Linked DNA regions of Mus musculus: region 2 is linked to region 1. Evidence: chromatin contacts called from public HiChIP or PLAC-seq data. All regions are on one chromosome and are shown on one strand. Each heading gives the region's core, a stretch centred on a gene start, on an enhancer-like site or on the middle of the called end of the contact. The rest is flanking DNA. Distances are from core to core; before and after follow the strand shown.

Region 1 (6,533 bases), core at 1,683-4,182:
AGGCTGTCCCAAAGCCGTTTTGCTTCACAGTGAATCCAAGCTGACTGGAGCAGCCCTTTCCTCTTTCTGAGCTGCAGATGACGCCTCTGCCTTCTGATGTCAACTCCAGCAGCAGTCGGTGAGATCTCCTGCGCTGATATCACTGTGCAGAGCAAGGGTCTCTTGCAGAGCCCCGAGTAGGGACTTCAGCCTACAAAGGCCTTTCCCTTAAAGGCCAGGCCTGGGGCACCCCTATTCACTTTACAAGAAGCCCCAAGTCTCCTAGAAAAAAAATTGCCTTTAGCTGGCAGCCCGTGGGAAAAGAGCCTGATGCCGTCAGCCTCTCAGACCCCACTACCCAAGGGAAGCCGTCACCACCCCTTCCTTCCTGGCCTCCGATTACATCTCCATCTAACACTCAGGGTCAGCTCTGAAAACGTCCCCAGACCTCATAAAAGTGTTCCCATTCTCTCCCTTCTCCTTATCAGAAGGTGCCACTAGGCTTCGGGACACCTATGGCTACCCCATTTGTGTATCAGCTTATTGTGTATTGTCTCCCGCGGACTTCTATAGCTACCCCACTTATGTATCAGCTTATTGTGTGTTGTCTCCCGAGGCTGTGAGTTCAGAGACAGTGTGGAGCTTATCACCTCTTGTCACCTTTATCTCTCAGGTGCCGGCATTGTGCCAGGCATGCAGAAGACACTTTGGAAGTACTGGGTAGACGGTCAGAAAGAGATGGACAGACAGATAAGCATTGGTATTCTTTTTTTAGTGCTAAACAAGTGTTGGGTCCCAGAGTTCTAGCATTTGTTTTGTACAAGGTCTTGCTATACATACAATTCAGGAGAACCTATGTGCATAGACTGGACTGGAACTCATGAAATTTTGCCTCTACTTTGCAAGTTCTATGATTAGAGGCACACAGTACCACATGCCCACCAGGATAGCCTCATTTTCCACAGTAAATTTGAGGAATATTGGTATCTAAAACCAAGCACCCTCAATGTAAACCGTTTCTTTTTACCAGCCAATCTGCTGCTAGTTTCTTTCTCTGCACAACGGCCAACATTGGCTAAAGCAAACAAGACCTTACTGTAGGTGCCACTGACCCAGAAAACTTAAAAGCTATGCAGTAGAGGTCATGCTGGTTCAGGTGCAGGGTGCTCCGTCACTTTAGGGGGAAACATGGGATGGCGTCAAGGGAGGCAGGTGATATGAGGCTCTGAAGATGGAGAAGATGGATGAAGAGAGGGGTCTGGAGGTGAGCTTCCAGCTTGTGACAGGAGCGAAGCGAGCTGTGAACATGGAGAGGGAAGCAGGCAGTGAGCCTTGGCTTGACCACTCCTAAGCTGTGTGGTGGGATATGTGCACTAGGAAAAAACAAAGCCAAGATGGAGGGACCTCACCTTTTCAGAGGAGCTGTGAGGGCTGAGGCTCTGAACAGTAGGGTGAAGTGCAATGAGAACTTTAAAAGGACCCAGGATGTGGTCTAAAGTGTGTGGATGGAGAACTGGACCTGGGAACTCGGTTTAGTCTGCATTTATGGAACCCATCATGTCTAGAAACAGAATTGCTTGCAAAGGTGTTGAGTTTCTTTTATTCTTCTCAACGGTTATGAAGTTTTGCTTCATAGACGGGATTGCAGGCTCCAAGAGTGGGGCAGGATAAAGACTGGGCTTTCTCCAGGTTGTCTACTTCTGTGAACGCTGAACTAGGGAAACAATCCATAAGATTTAAACTATTTTTTTAAAGTCGCCCTTCTTGGTGGGGGAGAGGGGAGAGCGGTGTGCAGAACTTCATATAGCACCCCAAACGCCCCTCCCAACTGAGACCAACGGGTGTGTGTGTGTGTCCGCGCGCGCGCGATGCGGGCCAGAAACGTGCATCCTCGCACAGATGATCGCACAGCCTCAGAAGCAAACACCCAGGCCGCCACCCTGTCGCCTGCTAAGAGGATCTGGCCGCCAACACTAGGGGGAAGGGAGGACAAAAACAAAACAAAACAACAGCAAAAATCCCAACATAATGAATGTCTCGGGGGATAGCTACTCCTCCCTCAAGCTAACCCAGAAAACAAGCGCTCTACTTCCCCGGAAATGACATGCATAGGGGCATGCATTTCGTCCCAAAGCTGAGAAGCCTTGCAGGATTAGCTTTAGAGGCTCCTAGAACCCAAAAAGCAGCATCCCTTGAGTCTCTCAGGCTCTGCTCCCAGAGCTGGTGGCCACCATCCAAAGGAGCGGCGCCCCAGGCGACTGTTCCTGTAGGACCCGCCAACTACGCCCGCCTCCAGCCGCGGGGCACCGGCAGCAGTGCAGAGAACGGGACGCGGGCGGTGGCTTCCGGGGCCCGCCGGCGCCCGGACTCCGATTACAGGTTCACACCAGGAGCCCGGCAGGCGCGCCCTCGTGCAGCCCGGCTCCCCCGCCTGGCTATTCTTCTCCATTCATGCAGCCGCCCAGAGCAGCCGCCCAGAGCAGCCGCCGCCGCCGCCGCCACCGTCGCCGCCGCCGTCGCCGTCCGTCCGGATTGGCTGGCGGCCGGGGCGCCGGCACTTTCCCACGGCCCGCGGCGCGTGCGGCTCACCGGCGGCGCTGCAGGCGCGGCCCTGGCACACGGCCAGGCCAATCCGGGCGCGCGGGGTGGGGCTGGGCGGGGCGGTGGCTATCGCCGGGCTGGTGTCCCGGGCCGGCCCCCCATTTCTGCCCGCCGCCGGCCCACCGCCGCCCGCGGCCCCCAGCCGAACTCCTGCGGAGCCGACGCACTGCCGCCGGGCAGGGGCGGGCTCCGGGGGCGGGGAGCAGCCAGCCTCGGCCTCCGCTCGTCCCGCCCCCATGCGGCTGCCAATCTGCGCAGCGAGGCGCCAATTGGCCGGGGCACGCGGTTACCCGGGAGCCGTGGCCCCGCCCCTGCCCCAACCTCTCCGCCTTCCCCGCCCTCCCCCTATCCATGGGAAGGGGCGCAGCGTGGGAAAGGGATGGTTGAGTTTTAACCGGAGACTGAGCGTGAGTGGGATCAGTGTGCACGCACCTCCCGCAGCCGAGCGCTGAGCGGCCACTGCAGTTAACTCCTCCTTGCCCGCCGCGCGACCCTCCTCGGAGCCCACGCTCCGCCACCATGAAGAGAGCTCACCCAGACTACAGCTCCTCAGATAGTGAGCTGGACGAGACCATCGAGGTGGAAAAGGAGAGCGCGGACGAGAATGGGTGAGTTGGCGGCGTCCGACCGATCCGGAGCGGGAGGAGAGGATGGGGTGCGCTGATGCTGGGTTCCCTTTGCCGGGAGTCGTGGGCCGGCAGCTGCTGGCTGGGAGCAATCGTCCCCGAGCCCTCCAGCTCAAGTTGCCAAAGAAATCTGGTGTAGGAGGGCTCTCCTTTCCTTTCTCAAGGCAATTGCTTCCCATCTTACAGAAACTTGAGTTCGGCGCTGTGTTCCATGTCCCCAACGACATCGTCCCAGGTTTTGGCCAGGAAAAGACGGAGAGGCGTGAGTACCCCCCCCCCCAATAATTTAAATATATATGCACATTGTTATATTAATTAATTAACTAACGGAAAGAACCACATTTCTTCTCGTTGGAATGTACAGTCATAACGTAAATGCCCTCCTTTGTTTTTGTCTGCTTCCCATAGATCATCGAGAAGCGCCGACGAGACCGAATCAATAACAGTTTGTCTGAGCTGAGAAGGCTGGTACCCAGTGCCTTTGAGAAGCAGGTAATGGAAGTATGAGAGCGCTGAGTGTAGCCATCGGCACCTTCTGATTCCCTCCCCTCCGTGCTTCTAACCTCATTTGTGCCAAGTCGTTGGATGTTCTTACACAAATTCCCACAGATTTTGTGGATATACGTGACTTTTGCTTTTTTTTTTACGTTTGTATTTTACATGTATGTATATTTGTGTGCATATTTTAAGTTCTCCAAAGGCACTTGTGTCAGATAAGCCTTTTGTCTTCTTTTTAGGGATCTGCTAAGCTAGAAAAAGCTGAGATCTTGCAGATGACTGTGGATCACCTGAAAATGCTGCACACTGCAGGAGGGAAAGGTATTCCTCTCCAGTTCAGCTGGGGCTTTGCGTGCTCGGCGTGGGGGGTGGGGGTGGTAGCAAGCGCAGTCTGGGATTGGTGCAGTCCCTGCCTGCTTTGCTTTGTGGGGTGGGGAGAGCAGTATGTGCTTGCCAGCCAAGTGCACCTTCAACAGCACATGGGTTCTTGAGCAGTGAATACATCACCCCAATCCTCTTTCAACTGAGCTAATGCACCTTTCAGCAAGCGCCTGTCTCCCGGAGCTCCTCCGGTTGTGACAGCCCTGATTTAGGTCAAGTCACTCATGTTTGTCTGTTGCTATTTAAGAAAGGATTGGGAAATGGCTTATTAAAAAGAACAACTAGATAGTCGGAATTTTATATACAGATTTAGAAAACGAACTGCCAAAAGAATTTGGAGGAAAGAGACATGTTGGGGCTAAATAGAGAGGAAAAAAAAATCTAACGGGGTGAGAGACTGAAGCCCGTGTCTGTCTCCAGCCACCAGATTCTTCACCAAGGACCAAGTGCCTAAAAGCTCCACGATGATAACTTACATCTGTGTGTCTAATGAATTTCACTGCTCTGTGGTTTCTCTGTCCTTGATGTATTTTTTGTTGTTGTTGAGGGAAAACATTAAAGGAGGGAACATAGTTTCATCTGCTGGTAGGGTATAATTCCAATTTCTGCTCAGCAGCTTCTAATTGGGCTTTGAACTTGCATTAGCAAACATATACTGTTGATTAATGCAAAGATTTTGGTCAGCTTCAAAATATTTGAGCTTCCAGGACCCATGATCTGTGCTGTAATCCTGTATGGAGTTGCCAGGAAGAACTTTGGAGTGGAAGAAATTCAGGAAATGAGCAGAGCCTTGAAGGTTTTCCTTTGTTTTTGTGCACAGGTTATTTTGACGCGCACGCCCTGGCTATGGACTATCGGAGTTTGGGGTTTCGGGAATGCCTGGCCGAAGTTGCCCGTTATCTGAGCATCATTGAAGGACTCGATGCCTCCGACCCGCTTCGCGTTCGCCTGGTCTCCCATCTCAACAACTACGCATCCCAGCGGGAAGCCGCGAGCGGCGCTCACGGTGGCCTCGGACACATTCCCTGGGGAAGTGCCTTCGGACATCACCCACACATCGCACACCCTCTGCTGCTGCCCCAGAATGGCCACGGGAACGCTGGCACCGCGGCGTCACCCACGGAGCCGCATCACCAGGGCAGGCTGGCTTCTGCCCATCCGGAGGCGCCGGCCTTGCGAGCGCCCCCTAGTGGCGGCTTGGGACCGGTGCTTCCCGTGGTGACCTCGGCCTCCAAACTGTCTCCACCGCTGCTCTCCTCTGTGGCCTCGCTCTCAGCCTTCCCCTTTTCCTTCAGCTCCTTCCACCTACTGAGCCCTTCGACACCCACGCAGGCAGCAAACCTTGGCAAGCCCTATAGACCTTGGGGGACAGAGATCGGAGCTTTCTAAAGAACTGATGCTGTAGAACAAGGGAGGGGAAAGCTTAAAATCCCAGGTGTGTTGGGACGGTTGTCAACACCACCCTAAAGTCGCCAGTAAGTCAGGAAAAAGGTACATTTTCAGATAATTTTTTTCTAAAGACTAAAAGTTTGTTGGTTTACTTTTCTCTTTAATTTTTTATCATGTCATGCATTAGCAGTTTTAAAAAATTAGTTGTTAATTTTTGTTTAAAAGATTCAATTGAGGTAGTGATTACGAACCAACACTTTGATCCGTTGTTTGTTCTGTGCCTCATTTATTTTGTAAACCTGTCTGTCTGAGAATGATTCCGTTTGCCTCAGCGTGGGGAATCTTAACATTAGTGTTTGGGGTCTGTTTCCTGGTGTGTATAAGTTGTAATCTTTTGAGGATTAATTTCGCACGCCACTATGCTCAATGTTAACACGATTTTGTTACTACTTTGATGGACCGAGGTGTTGTATAAGTGGTATTCTTTGGGGAGGGAGGGTCAGCAAAGCATTATATTTGCAAACAAAGCGTTGACAAATCAGATGCGCAGCTTTACTGGAGAGCACTGGCTCTCTCTCTGCCTCTCAGAGCAGTGAGGTGAAGGGAGAAAGGTGTCTGTGCCCTGAATCCAGATGACCAGCTACTGTGGCCTGCTTGGCTTTTCTCTTCTGATATTTCAGGTTTAGAAACAGCTGCTGGTAGTCTAGGTCCCCATTTGGAGCGTTGGCAGCAAGCAAGACAGTTATGTAGACCTTGCCTGCACTTGGCAGCCCTAAGCACTCTCAGTCTCACGGATTTCACCGTTCACCAGTGTCGACCTGCGTAAGCGATCGGAGTCTGAAAGTAGCTTGGTGCCTGTGAAACACAACCCGATTTTCCTAGAACTCCCATATTTTCTTTTAAGTGGAAATTTTTATGTTGTGTTTTCCTTTTGGTGCATGAAAATGTGGTTCTTGCAGTACTTAAAAGGGCTTCTCTGCCTTCTCATTCATTTTTAAAATTTTGATTTGGGCTCTAAAAGTATTGTTTTACAGGCTTACCCCTTTAGAAGGTATAATT
Region 2 (6,533 bases), core at 2,786-5,285, 830 kb before region 1:
TCTGTAAGGTATGGGCAGGTATGGAAAGGCCCGTGCTACAGTGTCCCGTCTGTAAGGTATGGGCAGTTATGGAAAGGCCCGTGCTACAGTGTCCCGTCTGTAAGGTATGGGCAGTTATGGAAAGGCCCGTGCTACAGTGTCCCGTCTGTAAGGTATGGACAGGTATGGAAAGGCCCGTTCTCCTTCTTTGCCTAAGCAAAGGATTAAGTTAGATAATAGATGTTTAGCATTTCGCACAGCTCCCAGCTTAAAGCAAATGCTACATGAGCGCCATGGACGACTTCCGTCCCCAGAACACTAGAAACTGGGAACACTAAAGAGGTGGAGGCAGGAGGATTTCAAGGTCATCTGCTGCCACATAGAAAGTTTGAAGCCGGCATTGGGTTCACAGAGACCCCTGTCCCCACACAGAGGAGATGTACGTAAATAATGATCAGTACTGGTTCTTGATACTATGGTGTGGTAATGTTTTATACTCTTGGCATAAAAGTCTTTGAAGAACACTGTACTTGGACTTTTTAGCCTGTAAGTACAGCATTTGTGAGTTGCTTACTGATAGGCTGGGAGCTGATAGTAAGGCAGGCGATGTATTATGCATCCCACAGCACACTGAAATAAAATGCCATTTCCTTAGGAACAGCTAGAAATACTGGTGCTAATTTTTCCTGTGCTCAGGAAAAGCAAGCACGCTGTGCGCAGCTGCAGTAGGCTAGAGAGCCCTCCAGAAACATGATGTCATCCTAATCTGTGCCGCCAAGGGATGAGCTCATCCAGGCGGGGCCTCTCGGGGCTGCAGCTGTGCCAGCTCCTGACTTGTGATGCTCCTCTTACAGGCTTGCTCACCCTCCCTCCCCTACCCTCCCCTACACCACCCCTGCCTGCTGTGCCAAAGAGACACTGAAGGATGAATTATTTAAGACCCAAGGTGAACTCCTGCCAAAGATAACCAGGCTTCAGAAAGCACTCAAAAAGGAAAATAGAACTGCATGGGCTTTTTTTTTTAATTAGATATTTTCTTTATTTACATTTCAAATGTTATCCCCTTTCCTAGTTTCCCCTCTGAAAATCCCGTTCCCCCCTCCCCCTTCTCCCCAACCCACCCACTCGGTTCCTGGTCCTGGCATTCCCCTATATTGGGGTATAGAGCCTTCGCAGGACAAAGGGCCACTCACTCCTCTCATTGATGGTCTTATAAAGGAAAGAACTAAGCAGTTTGTAGAACTGTCGTCAGTGAGAGGACAATGGTGTTGGTTCTCTCTGCCTCTGCTTGCTCTAGGAGCAGTCTGTCCCTCTTCTACTTAAATAATGGCTGAATCTGTGACCGAGTTCAGTGCTGGAACTGAGCCCGCACAGACCTGACCCTGAGCCCCATGGCTGTGGCAGTGACAGCCAAGCAGCTTCCTACACTTTTCCCATTGTACACTGCGGTGACCTTGATTTATGCGCCAGTCGTCCTACATGTCAGCAGTGTAGGTCACCATGGGAGCAGGTACTCTATGTGACCATGGAAACTGTCACCTCTGCAGACCTTAGTTTCTCTATCTATAAAGTAGGGTAATGCAGCCAAGCCTAGATCTGGAGGTGACTGAGCAGGAAGTGAAGACTGGGTGGCTGTCACTGAGCATGGTGCCCGGCCCACACCCTGTCCTGAAGCAACCAGTGCTCATTAATCCAATACCCATATTCTCAACTGCTGGGGGCGGGTGGGGGAGGGCATTAAAAGGAGTGTGTAAAGCTGTCATATTGTATATTTCTGAGAAAATTATTTACACATAATGTTGAATGTTTAGGATGGCGTCATATCATTCTGTGGCACACAGGGTCATTCAGAAGCCAGCCTTTCTGATAGAGCTTTCTGGTTCCTCTCCTGACAGTGTCTCCTGTAACAACAGTTCCCCCTCCCCATAAAAAAGTCTGTTTTGTTTTAGATTTCGTGGAAATGTTGAGTAGCCGCAGAGGGAACTCCCACACCTACCGTCCCTCTGCAGCAGCAGCAGCAGCTTCTGGCAGATTTTCATCTGCTTCCCTTTTTTAAGTGCAGTATTTTAAGAGCAGATTCCAGACATTATATCATTGTTCTCATAATACTTGAGTGTGTTCTACCAAAGGAAAAGCAGGCTTAGCCACGGCTGTGATGATCCCCCCTGCACTGGAATAGGTGCCTAGTTTTTGGTTTTTTTGTTTTGTTTTGCTTTCATTTTTATTTCTGTACTTTTCCAAGACAGGGTTTCTCTGTTTAGCCCTGGCTGTCCCAGAGCTCCCTTGTATACCAGGCTGGCCTCAAACTTACAGAAATCCTCCTGTCTTTGCCTCTGCCCTCTGCCCTCCGCACCCCCGAGTGCCGAGATTGAAGGTGTGGACTACCATTGCCTGCTCAGTATTTTCTGTTCTGATGATTCTCTAGCACCGAAATGAATCTACACTGTCACCTTTTATGATAAGCCATTGAAATGGGTTCCTACTATCATCCAATAACTCCACAGATACTAAAATGGGGTCAAATTATTATCTACTGTTTTCTTCCATCTTCAAACATTTCCAGTTGCTCGAACTGTCTTTTAATGACTTTTTTCAAAATAATCACAGAAAATATTCCTCGGTGCTTAAACTTTTATCATTTGAATTTTTGTTTTTTTCAGAGCTGATTGTCAAACTGATTAAAATATGCTTTTATTTATATAAAATTGCTAATTTGCTTTTGTCATTGCTTATTTGAATGATTGTTTTAAAGCAAAAAGCTTGAATAAGCAATAATGATGTTCATTTTTAACCAGTAGTTTTATATCTATACTTTAGACGGCTGGTATTTAATGTTCTTTTTGTACGAACATAAGTTTAAAATCTTATTTAAATCAACAGATTTTATATAAACAAGATGATAATTCATTGACTTGTTTCTTGGTATATTTGTTAACTTATTTTTATCTTACACTTACAGATTGAAAAATCACAATTTTGGAACTTTTTCTAGAAAAAATGATTACTATGTCATTGCCAAGAGTTATCTTTGTTTAAGTGTAAACACTTAATTTAATTTTTAGAAATATATTTCTTTATTCTTAAAGGGATACTTCTGTAAGGCTCCAGATGTAGCCACAACTGCTATGATCAGAATTAACAGCAAGCTCCCAGAAAGACAGGTGTTAGTGCTATGAAACTGTATTCACACCCTCTGCAAATGACACTGCCTCTTTAATTGTTGAATGTTTAGGATGGCGTCATAGCATTGTGTGGCACACAGGGTCATTCAGAAGGCAGCCTTTCTGATAGAGCTTTCTGGTTCCTCTCCTGACAGTGTCTCCTGTAACGACAGCCCCCTCCCCATGCACCTGCCCCTTCTGCCCCTTGGCGCCTTGTTCTTGTCTTCCAGCTGTTCTGTACACTTAAAGTGCTGTTGCTAAATTTGTAAATAAAATTGCAGAAGGCATCCAGGCATGGCGCCACATATCTCTAATCTCGGGGCTTGGGAGGTAGAGGGAGGGGCATCAGGAGCTCAGCACACCTGTGCATATGTGTGCACATACACACACACACACACACACACACACACACACACACACATGACAGGGTTATGTATGAATTTCCCATAAACAGTGACTCTGACTTGGCTCAATGGTTATCTTTAAAGCCCTTGGCTTTCTTCCCACCATTCCTGTAAAAACGGTATATGAACTGCATGGACTATCACGTAAGCTCTGCGTCCATCAACCCCAGGTCTTTCCATTTCAGGTAAGTTACGTGATGTCCTGAGGTTATACCGTTAGTTATGTGAGACCAGACCACAGATGGCGAGCAGATGCAGGTTGGAGTGGACCCTCTTCTTTCTCATTGCTTAGTAACTTGCCAGCCACAACTCCCAACTCGTCTCCTAAGAACCCATTGACAAACCCTGTTAAACAACAACTAAGTAGCTGAGATCCGCGGTAGCAACGCAGAAAATACTCTTTAGAAAGATAGGTGGGAACAGGAATCCCCCGACCCTGCGTGACAAGCCCCAACCCTGCTGTTCACCAGAAGAAAACACTTTTGTCCTAGCTCCTTTTGGTTAATTGACCTGTGTCACATTTGAAAAGCATAGCCTGCCATTATCAGCCTAGTGACTAATAGTTATTTGCGCAGTACTCCATGGTTATTGTTACTTTGATTTTCCTGGAAGCTTTTCAGGAAGCTTGTCAGCCCACGTCGAGGCCCTGGCAGGAAGCACAGGAAGTAGACGTGGATAATCATGCCATCACTGACTAATGACTCCCACTGGGGATTTTACACCTCAGTCAATTATTACCTAATTACAACCAGCAAAAATACATACTGTGTTCATGCCATGCAAGAAGGTACTGAGTTACTGCAGGACAAAGATGTAAACAGTGTGTCTCTACCCACCAGTAACTTACAGTTGGCGAAGCAAACTAGTCATGTGCAAGGGAAGCCCTGGAAGCTCCAGCACAAAACTGCACGAGCTTCCACTGGTTAGCCGTGTGCACAGTAGTGCTCGGACTCAACGCCCCAAACTTAGTGAATTAAAACAAGACTTGTGTGTCCCCTTCATTCTCATGCAGGCTAGCTATAGGTCAGCTGATCTAGGCTGGACCTGGCAGGTCTATAGGAGGCTGGGTTCAGGTTTCTGTCATATGAGTGGCATGTGCCTGGGATCAAGTGAGTGTGTGTTCTCTCATAATGGTACAGAAATGCAGGACAGACAAACACAACTGCTGTGTTCCCCACGGCCTGAACTGAACACAGAACAGCTGCTGCCTGGTGGCAGATACCTAGGTTCAGTGATTAGATCAATTTAAACTGTCAAGGGCAATGGCTGCATGGTAAGAATGATCCTCAGACGCTGAAATTCCAACTGATGATGGTCATGGACACAGAGCGAGACGCTAGTGATATCACCAGACCTCCAAGTGTTGGGAGGTGTAATATAGACATTCATCCTTTCTGATGGGACAATCTGGTAGCTTGTGGGGAACATGGGATTTGAGATAACCTTGAATGACCAAAATAAAACAAGCTGAGGTTTTGTTTCCATTAGAGCAAATGGTACTTTCATGAGGTAATGGAAGGTCCCCTTAGGGTTTGAGTGACTGAGGGCCTCAAACTAGGGATCTTTGGAAGATGAAAGCAAAGGCCAGGAAGGACCATGCTAGCAGTTTGAGAGTTTGTCCAATGCTTTGACACTATCATAGAAAATGTACATACACACAAAACCCCACTGGCAAATGAGAGGAAACAGTTTGTGAACACCTTTGTATGCTACACTCAGGGTTAGACTTCATTTCTTTGGTAATATAGAGTCATCGAAGACTTCTGGCTTAGAAATGATGAAAATGGAGTCTTAGCACTGTCTCAGAAGAGACAGCTTGAAGGGTTAAGAGGTAAAACATTAGGAAGCAAAAAGGTGTCTAGGCAACCATTAGCTATTGCAGTAGGAAGGCCTCACTGAAAAAAGGACCACAGGAAGCAGGGAAAATGTAAAAGACAGTTCAGGTTAGCAAAGAGGAAAGAGGAGAGCACAGGGAAACTGAGTACGTTGTCAGGCGATGATGGCCAAAGAAGTGGGCATCCCTGTTTTCAGTTATAGTTGATAAAGTTGAGTTATAGCACAAGTGGGAAGCCTAAACCTTACTCCAGCCTTGTGCAGTGTGAACATTCTGTTCCCTTCACCCTGCTCAGGAGAACTCTCACAAGTGGGACCCTGTTCACTGTGCCCTTGGTGCCTAGGAGAAATCTTTCACACTAGACATAAATGTGTAGAGAAATCTTGTGAGACTTGCACGTGTGTGTGTGTGTGTATTCCTCCTGTGTCATAAAGCAGCCTTGCAGAGCTGAGCGAGTTCTCGCAACAACTGCAGAATGGTACATAGATGTCATTGAACTCTAAACAGTTCCGGCACAGGCTTCCCTGCTAAGAACCTTCTCCATTAGCTAATGTGTCAGAAAGGCTTTAAATACCGGCACGATTTTAGGAGTCCAGAGTGTCCTTGCAGTTCAGAAACGGAGTACTTTGTGTGATAACGTTTAAGCAGTATATTCATTGGCCTTTCTTAGTTTTCACTAAGGCAGATGAACCAAATGAGCAGATGCTGCTGATGGAGAGCTAGTAACTGATCTTGCCAGTTGTCACTTAGGGACAGTTCTGCCGTCACACATCTTCCATGTGGAAGCTAAAATTAAGCCACTCTGGTACATTAAGGCTGATAAACACAGCGTGAACAGATTCCTGAGTTGTTATTTCAGACTCTGGGAATATTCTGTATCCCAAGGATAGAAAATAGAGACCAGTGCCCCAAATCTGGCTGTTTGGTTTGAAATTGCTAGACTATGAATAAATGAGCAAATATCTCCAATCACTTTGGAAGATGTCTCTGGGGCATATGTTTGACATGTATGCAAACACTCTGCCCATTGGTCGTATCTGAACCTGAGACCATAGGTTCCTGGGCACTCTGCTGTAAGTTTTAGGAAAGAAGGGGGTCTTCCTGGATGTTGCCTGCACTATGTGCAGCTCAAGGAAGATGTCTTTTTGAGTGACT

What was found. HiChIP or PLAC-seq counts read pairs in DNA pulled down with a chosen protein or histone mark.
Region 2: a contact with region 1 is called in a FOXA1 HiChIP or PLAC-seq map of pancreatic cancer cells. The contact joins the enhancer-like site here to the promoter of Hey1 in region 1. A contact is called at or near these places in 1 of 39 promoter capture datasets (pre-B cells) and 5 of 115 datasets of contacts at active chromatin or transcription factors (astrocytes, bone marrow-derived macrophages, embryonic forebrain and 2 more).

Annotation. Positions count from the first base shown.
Region 1 is chr3:8,663,437-8,669,969 of GRCm38.p6, reverse strand. Hey1 (hairy/enhancer-of-split related with YRPW motif 1) reads left to right here and starts at 2,932. Exons shown (of 5, transcript NM_010423.2): 1 at 2,932-3,188; 2 at 3,393-3,468; 3 at 3,615-3,698; 4 at 3,944-4,025; 5 at 4,906-6,533. The coding sequence starts at 3,100. The coding sequence ends at 5,474. LOC115489673 reads left to right here and starts at 282. Exons shown (of 2, transcript XM_030252957.1): 1 at 282-2,746; 2 at 2,892-3,046. The coding sequence starts at 2,084. The coding sequence ends at 3,032.
Region 2 is chr3:9,495,128-9,501,660 of GRCm38.p6, reverse strand. The region is part of intron 2 of Zfp704 (zinc finger protein 704); the gene reads left to right. Among named protein-coding and RNA genes, the nearest start is that of C030034L19Rik, 95 kb to the right of the region's middle. Within about 2 kb of position 4,035, at least 17 of the 459 cell types and tissues checked have an H3K27ac peak or open chromatin away from gene starts, as enhancers often do. A contact at or near this core is called in pancreatic cancer cells, where this site is marked.